Linked DNA regions of Mus musculus: region 1 is linked to region 2. The links are chromatin contacts, called in public HiChIP or PLAC-seq maps. All regions are on one chromosome and are shown on one strand. Each heading gives the region's core, a stretch centred on a gene start, on an enhancer-like site or on the middle of the called end of the contact. The rest is flanking DNA. Distances are from core to core; before and after follow the strand shown. Region 1 holds the start of Camsap2 (calmodulin regulated spectrin-associated protein family, member 2). Region 2 overlaps Camsap2 (calmodulin regulated spectrin-associated protein family, member 2).

Region 1 (3,553 bases), core at 695-3,194, 69 kb before region 2:
TTTGCTTGTGGATTCACATAACAGACATAATATTTCAGTATCACTTTCTAATTTTTCTAGCCCATAGATTTCTCTTAACTTGGTATGTATGTGCTGGAATCCTGTTGAAGTTGGATTCAAGAACATTATATTGGACAGCAGTCTCTAAGACATCTTCCAAGTATCCCTACCCATATATTTTTGCTGTGATTATTTTTTTTGTCTTTTACAGCATGTACCATATTTATGATATGTTCTCTTTATTTGTATATGTGCTAGCCCCTATTCAGAGAGGGAGCAGGAACCCAGAAGAGTACCCAAGGAGTGGAGACAGAAGACCTGGGTTTGAGTTTGAAGCCAGACTCCAATACAAATGGAAGGAGAAATCTTGGTCACGGCACCTGGTCTCTATGATCCTCAGTCCTACATCTAGAACAGGAAGACAATTAGTGCTTAGTTCATCAAATAAATATGGAAACTAGTTACCATTTGAATGTGCTTTGACAAACCAGTTAATACATTAATTTTTCAAAGGGGCTTGCCCATGAGAAAAACCCTATTAATATTAATTGAATTACTAAAAAAATATGCCAATCACCCAATGGCATATTATTTCTAGTGCCTTTTTTCCTGCTTGGCATTGTTAGTGGGGCTTATCTGTAATGCCTTATTGGGTTCAAGGAGGAGTGTTTCTGGGGATTAAACAGAAATCAAAAGGGAGGGGCTTGCTCCTGGAGCTGCCCTTTTCGATAGTAGGGATCAAAACGCCTCCCCTCATGTTTCATATGTCTCCCATCTTAACGGCTGATGATAATAGGGAGGCCCTAGTCGTACAAAGTAAGATAGTTCTGGGTTCAGACTGTGACTATGCCTTTACTATATCTGCAATTTAAGAGGCTTTTCTGACTCTTAGCTCTCTCATCTGTAAAATGAAAACCACCCAGGATTACATAAATTAAAATCAGATGTGTTAAAACAAGAAGTGGGGAATTAGAAAGTTAACCAAACTCGGTGTTAACTACAGTAACATTCTCCCTTTGACCCTAGACATTGATAGAGCAACTACTGTGAGGTTTAGCATCATATAGGTGTCAGAGACAAGGCAAGTCAGCTTGAAAGCTAAAGACAGTTGGTGGTTGGAATGCAGTGTGACAAGTTATGACATAAAGGACATACATTGCTCTGGAATCAGTTCTGCACGGGAAGTTGGCAGTATCAGGGAAGGCTTTCTGGAGGGAGTGACTACTGTGGACAGAGACCACAGAGACAGGCAGCGCACAGCTCTGAGAAAGCATACCCATGTGGGGGAACGGAGAGAGTTCTGGCAAGACGAACTGCGACAAATCATAATTGTGGATGTTCTTTGTGGAAGGGTTTATGTTTCTTTCTACGAGGAAACAGAAGGTACCAAAAAACCGGATCCTTCACTTAGAAAACTTAAGTGGGGAGTATCAAGTTAAAACGTCATGACGTGAAATGTATACAGCTTTGGAGAGTTTAAACCTGACCTTCAACCCTGGTTAAACCCCATGGGTGACTTAAGTTACTGCATCCCTCCATAATTTCGTGGTCAACCAGCTGTATCACCTCTCTCAGGGTTACTGCAAGGATTAAATGGGTGTGCAAGGCAAATTCTCAGCAATACGCGTGTGACATAAGCAGCATTTGAAACAAATATCAATTCTCTTGGCTGAACCACGTGTAGCGGGAGGAGAAAAGCCTCTCCTCTCCCTTTCTTTCCTTCCCTCGTCCAGCAGTGTCGGCGGCAGCAGCCCAAAGCTGCGGATGTACAGAACGTCCAATCCAGCGGGCACTGTGCTGATTAATGGATAGGGGCGCGGAGCCCATCGCGGGCGGCAGCGAGGCTGGGCATGCTCAGTGCGCATGGCGGCGCAAGACAGCGGCGGGGGCGGGGCCGGGCGCGCCAGGCGCATGCTCAGTGTTCCCATCTGCTCTTTCCATCCAGTGCCGCAGCCGGAAAACCGCAGCGACGGCGGCGGCGGCGGCTGAAGGGGAGCGAGGCGTCCGGCCACGGGAGGGGTAGCGGAAAATACGAGGACAAGCCCGATAAGGCAGGAGCCGAGGGCCCGTGATTTGATTTGCGGCCTCCCCCAGGCCGCTGCCTTGGCCCTGAGCTGCGCCGAGGAGGCGGGCGGCGGCGATCGGAGCGCCGGAGAAGCGCCGGGCCGCGGGCGGCTCGCGCGCTGCAGCGATTCTGACGTTTTCCGCGGCGGGTCCCGCGGCCCGAGGGGCGGCCGTGAGTGAGGCGGGGCGTGCGCGCTCCGCCATGGCGGGGACACTGTCCGCGACGTGATCGTCCAGGCTGCCCCCGCCCGAGCATTCCGGGCCCTCTCAGCCGCCACCCTCCTGCGAGCCCGTGTGACTAAACGGAGACAAAGGGGAGGCGGAGGGGCAGACCCGGGCCGGAGCGAGCGCGGCCGGGTGCCGCCTCACGTCTATGCCCGGGGCCGCGGCGGCTCCCGCGGGCGGCGGACTCGCGACGAGCACAGCTGAGCTTTTCCGTGCCCGGCGCCCGGGAGGGCCGCGACCGGCGCGGACGATCTGAACTCCTCTCTCCGCCACACCATGTGAAGGCCGTCGTCCCTCCATCCCAACCAGCCGCCGTGAAAGATGGGGGATGCTGCAGACCCGCGGGAGATGAGAAGGACGTTCATTGTTCCAGCCATCAAACCCTTTGACCACTATGACTTCTCCAGGGCCAAAATCGCCTGCAATCTGGCCTGGCTGGTGGCCAAAGCCTTTGGGACAGGTAAGTGGTGTCGTCCCTTTCCTCTTCCTCCCGATGCTGTCCACATCCCAGTTTTTGTTCCTGATTCCAGCCCCCTCCCCCATGTGTATCTTCCGGTACAGGTTTAGGGAGATGACGGGAGACGAGCTCTAGGAGAAAGAAAGAAGGCAGGTTTGGTCTTAAATGAGGTGCCCTTGACTGACGCGGGAGGGGTTGACCGGGTTCCTTTTATTGAATAGCGTGTGTCTAAATTCCGCGAGCAAATTATCGTGTTTTCCCAAAATGGCTCTAATGTGTGGTGTTTTCCTTATTATCTTGCATACGTTTCCCTTTCGGTCATAATTGTGGTTACCATACCAAGAAATCTGAGCTTATTACTGGAAGAAGGTGGGGTACTATATTGATCTTGACATTTGTAATGGTGGTTGCTAGTCAGGCTATGTAGGATGAAAGGTGGTCAGTGTTGAAGTGCAGTATCTTTTGTAGGCGTTCCTTACTCCTCTCACAGCCTTTCATACACATTCCAAATTCTCGTTAAGCCACCCATTAAAACCACTTTTAGTTTTCTGACTGGATAGTGCTTTTTCACTTAATGTCACTGAGGCATATTTCCTTTTCCAAATGTATTTTGACGTCATAAAATCAGATAAACAACCCCTCCTTCCTTTGAATTTTTCTTTTTTGAAGTAGAAGTGGTTTTTTGGGGGGGCTTGGGGCAGGGATGTGTTGTTGACATAGAAATCCTGTAGTACAGCAGTAATTAAACACTCTCTCTCTGACCCAGCCTTCGCAGAATAACAGGAAAGGGACCTCCTGCTGTAATTC
Region 2 (4,036 bases), core at 1,247-3,746:
TGGTGTTACCTACTTATGCTCTGCATGGTGGACTGCAGTTTGCCTTCTGTAACTAGAAATGTATGTTTCAGATTTGTTGTTGGTAAGGCACTAAAACCAGGTGATGGCTAATCCTGTGTCTGAACAGATTAGGATATCAGTTTTAATCTTACTACCACTGTTAGATTACAGTAGTTAAACGGTACTTCAGCCAAACAAGTGGCAGAGCCGGGACAGTATTACTTCCTGATAGTGAAGAGCTTCACTTTGTACATAAACTCATTGTATAGTAAAGCTTTTCTCCAGCTCCGTTAGCCGATCGATCGCCACCTGGAAGAGGATGGCGCTATTCACACTCCTTCCCTTCGACTCAGCGGCTGTTGCCTCTGGCCTGGGATGCTCAGGGTAGATTTAGGAAAAGTGCCATGTGCAGCAGTGGTGGGGAGAAACGAGCTACCGACTGCTGAGACAGTGGGGCTTGCTTGTTCTATTGTGATTTGTTTTAAATTTTATCTCAGGATGCCTGTCCCTTAGGCCTCTGTCAGCATTTAGAAATTTGATGTAACTCATGTTGTGTCTGCTAATCATTTAGAAGTATTGTTTTTAAATAGACAAATACTAACACATAGCAAAGTTTTATGTGTAGGTTTAGAGACCTTTGCTACCATTTTTCCTTGCCCAGAAAGGAAACGCGGGGCCGGAGCATCCCCAGTGTAAGCTGGGCCTCCATGCATCTGCACTCTCTTCCATCCTGTTGATTCTATCTCCTGGACATGGGTCCCTAGCCTCTACTCACGCCATGCTGTTCTTTACACTGCTGTCTCCATGAGCCTGGCTCCACTGGAGACACCTTATTTAAAGAATGGTTCTGAATAGTAAACCTATAGCCTCCAGCATTCTGGGCGGCAAGTGTTTATAAAGTTCAAACCTTAGCCCAACTCAGGGACTTGGGCAGAATAACCCAGACCTACTTGTTTAGACTCTTCTTGTATCTTCTAGATTGTTCCTTAACTGTTTTCTCTAAGACTGTTCATGCTTCCTTGATTAATTATCTCCACAGTGTCTCTGTGGGGTCCTGAGTATACTGACATCCATAGTTTTAAGTTTTCCTCTTTTTCTTTTCTTTCTCTCTTAGACTGTGAACATGCAGGGACACTGTTCTTTTTACCGAAAGCATAGCATAGTATGTGTGGTTAGTTAGCTAGATGCAGAAATGCATGTTTAAGCTGATGGATTTGATGTACCTTCAGACTTTTTCTGTTCACCATAGAATCTGTCTCTGGGCTCCCAGGCAAAAAAAGACAAAAGTCTTTCTTTCCTGTGTGATTGGAAACCTGTAATGTTCAGCACTTGATGCAAATGCATGTCACTAAAACATAAGGTCCTCAAGAAGTCATTGAGACAGTGAATCAGTACCATGGCGTGTTAGTTACTCCTTGCTTGGATTGTAAGCACTGCACTGTAGAGGCATTCTGGGAACTGACTGCCTTCAGTCAGTCCAGGAGGTTTACAGATCGTGACAAACTCTGAGAATGACAGAATTTCAGAAAAGGAAATTATGCCTAGGTCTTCTTCCAAGTGACCTCTATCAGTCAAACTGTCAGTACCTCAGCTAAAAAACAAAAACTAAACTGGAGACAAGCCCATGCAACATTTATGTGACGTGACATTTGGTGGAGAGTTTTGAAATGCTTTTTTATCTGATTTTTCATTATAATTTAAATGTGATTTTTTAAAATGGGAGCCAAGCTCTGCTATTGTAGGTTGTTTGTTAGGATGGAAACATGTGGGGGCCAGTGCGGTGACTCGGTGGGGAAGACACTTGCTGGAAAGCCTGGCAGTCTGAGTTTGATCCCTGGGACCAGCATTGTAGAGGAAGAGAACCAGCCTTTGCAGGTTGTCTTCCGACTGCCATGTGGGTGCCATGTATGAATGCATGGGCACACAGGTCACAGATTGTAACTGATGTACACAGTTGTTTTCAGGCCATGAGGTGGCCACCTGGTAAAGGCTGTTAACACCGGGCCTGAAGGTCTGACTCAGTTCAGCCCTGAGATCCACGTGAGGGAACAGACTCCTGCAAGTCACCCGCCAACCTCCACACGTGCACCGTGGTGGGCGGCCGTGTGCACATGCACACACTAAAGCAGTAAGAAAGCACTTGTTTCTTCTTTTTTCTTTTAATGGCTGTTAAGTTTAAGGATTTCTTAACATTTTGTGAATCATGTCCACATTTGGTAGGGTTGTAATTAGTTCAGATTTCAGATAAAAGTAATGATAGGATGTGGCTATGTTAAATTAGAATCTAAATGTTTACTCTTCTTGTTCTTAGGATGATCAAAAGGCAGAGAATGATATGGCAATGAAGCGAGCAGCTTTGCTGGAGAAACGGCTAAGAAGAGAGAAAGAGACTCAGCTTCGGAAGCAGCAACTGGAAGCGGAGATGGAGCATAAGAAAGAGGAGACGAGGTGAGGAGGATGCTGCGATGATCTGCAGTGAGACTCAGGCTCTTTAGAGAGAACTGCAAGTGTGCCTTCAGGGCAGGCAGTGTTCTGTCAGCTCTGGAGCGACAGGGTTCTTCAGGAACATTGTGGGGGACAAAAAGGAGCGAGACCATTGTTGACTAGGGGCAGTTTTAGAAGATCAAACTATTCTTTTTGCTTGTCAGGGTGTTAACTTTAAAAGTTAATACTATGTTTAAATACTATTAATTTAAATAACTGAGAAACACATACAGAGAGAGGAAAATGACCAAAATTTTAAATTTTCTCAAGGACATTTTAAGCCAACTATGTTTTTCCCCAAGATTCTGAAATATTTTCCTCCCTTCAAACATGTAACTCTTTCCAGTGTCATTTGTATTTGATATACAAAATAACCAATTTGGCCATTTGGTTTCTTAGACGAAAAACTGAAGAAGAACGTCAGAAGAAGGAAGACGAGCGAGCACGGAGAGAGTTTATCAGGCAGGAATACATGAGGAGGAAACAGCTGAAACTGATGGAAGACATGGATACAGTAATCAAGCCTCGACCTCAGGCGGCTAAACAGAAAAAACAGCGGCCAAAATCCATTCACAGAGATCATATTGAATCTCCCAAAACACCGATCAAAGGCCCTCCAGGTAACCGCAGTTATTTCTGAGGAGTCTGTTCATAAACACCAGCTTGGCTTGTTGTGCTAACTTGACAGTGCTTTGGTAATACTAAAGTGGACACACGGTTTGAGATGATGCATGGTCTTATTTGGAAACCAAAATAAGCTAAGGAAATTTGTATTTAATCGAGGTGCATTGTGTGTGCATGCATATATCCAGTAAATCCAGTGTGAATGCTAAATGTGAATCTGCAGATGTAACAACCTTCCTTCCCCCTGAGACAAGGGCTCATACAGCAGAGACTAACCACAAACGCACCACAAACGTTATAACCAAGGATAACCTTGAACTTCTCATCCTCCTACCTCTGCCCTGTAGTACTGGAATTACAGGCATGAACTGCCTCTTCCTTCTCATGCAGTGTTGGGGATTGGCTCCAGGGCTTTGTACTTGATGGGCAAGGAGTAGTCAACAGCCACACTATGTCCCCAAGGCTTTCACTACTGTTTACAAACATAAATGAGGATGCATGTGATGTGCATGCGCGGTATAGGAGGCATCCCTGTACTTTTGTCCAGGCCCTTCCTGTGAGGTTTAAGGGCTCTGCCATTGACCATTTCCTGAAACATTGATATCCGACAGTAAAGAACATCAGGTCAAGACTGCAAAGGTCCCTCTCTAAGATACAAATAGCCAAAAATCCAAAATTATAATTTCTTGGAGTTGAAAAATTCAATATACATAATTTTTAGCCATTTTATTTAATATAGTACCATGGAAAATTTCCAAGAATTTCTACAGTTAGAGCTGAAGATTAAAAAAGTAGAGGCCTTGCCTAATATCCTTGAGACTCTAGATTTTATCCCTATCACTCCAAAAACTAAGAATTTCTAAAGTTACTCTGGATTGTGGGTGGAGGGGGTAACCTAAACTTGACCAAGCAGTGAAGCTTGGCTTCT

What was found. HiChIP or PLAC-seq counts read pairs in DNA pulled down with a chosen protein or histone mark.
Region 1: a contact with region 2 is called in an H3K4me3 HiChIP or PLAC-seq map of the SCID.adh cell line, with 17 read pairs. The contact joins the promoter of Camsap2 here to the enhancer-like site in region 2. A contact is called at or near these places in 7 of 39 promoter capture datasets (the SN4741 cell line, embryonic stem cells, frontonasal cranial neural crest and 3 more), 2 of 15 datasets of contacts at CTCF or cohesin (the G1E-ER4 cell line and the NIH/3T3 cell line), 5 of 484 Hi-C or Micro-C datasets (cerebral cortex, embryonic stem cells and nephron progenitors), 8 of 115 datasets of contacts at active chromatin or transcription factors (CD8 T cells, the SCID.adh cell line, embryonic hindbrain and 4 more) and 3 of 9 other capture datasets (adipose tissue, liver and pancreatic islet).

What each region holds. Positions count from the first base shown.
Region 1 is chr1:136,344,495-136,348,047 of GRCm38.p6, reverse strand. Camsap2 (calmodulin regulated spectrin-associated protein family, member 2) reads left to right here and starts at 1,944. Exons shown (of 18, transcript NM_001347109.1): 1 at 1,944-2,749. The coding sequence starts at 2,611.
Region 2 is chr1:136,275,606-136,279,641 of GRCm38.p6, reverse strand. Camsap2 (calmodulin regulated spectrin-associated protein family, member 2) reads left to right here. Exons shown (of 18, transcript NM_001347109.1): 13 at 2,312-2,448; 14 at 2,884-3,104. Among named protein-coding and RNA genes, the nearest start is that of Gpr25, 17 kb to the right of the region's middle. Within about 2 kb of position 2,496, at least 7 of the 459 cell types and tissues checked have an H3K27ac peak or open chromatin away from gene starts, as enhancers often do. A contact at or near this core is called in the SCID.adh cell line and cerebral cortex, where this site is marked.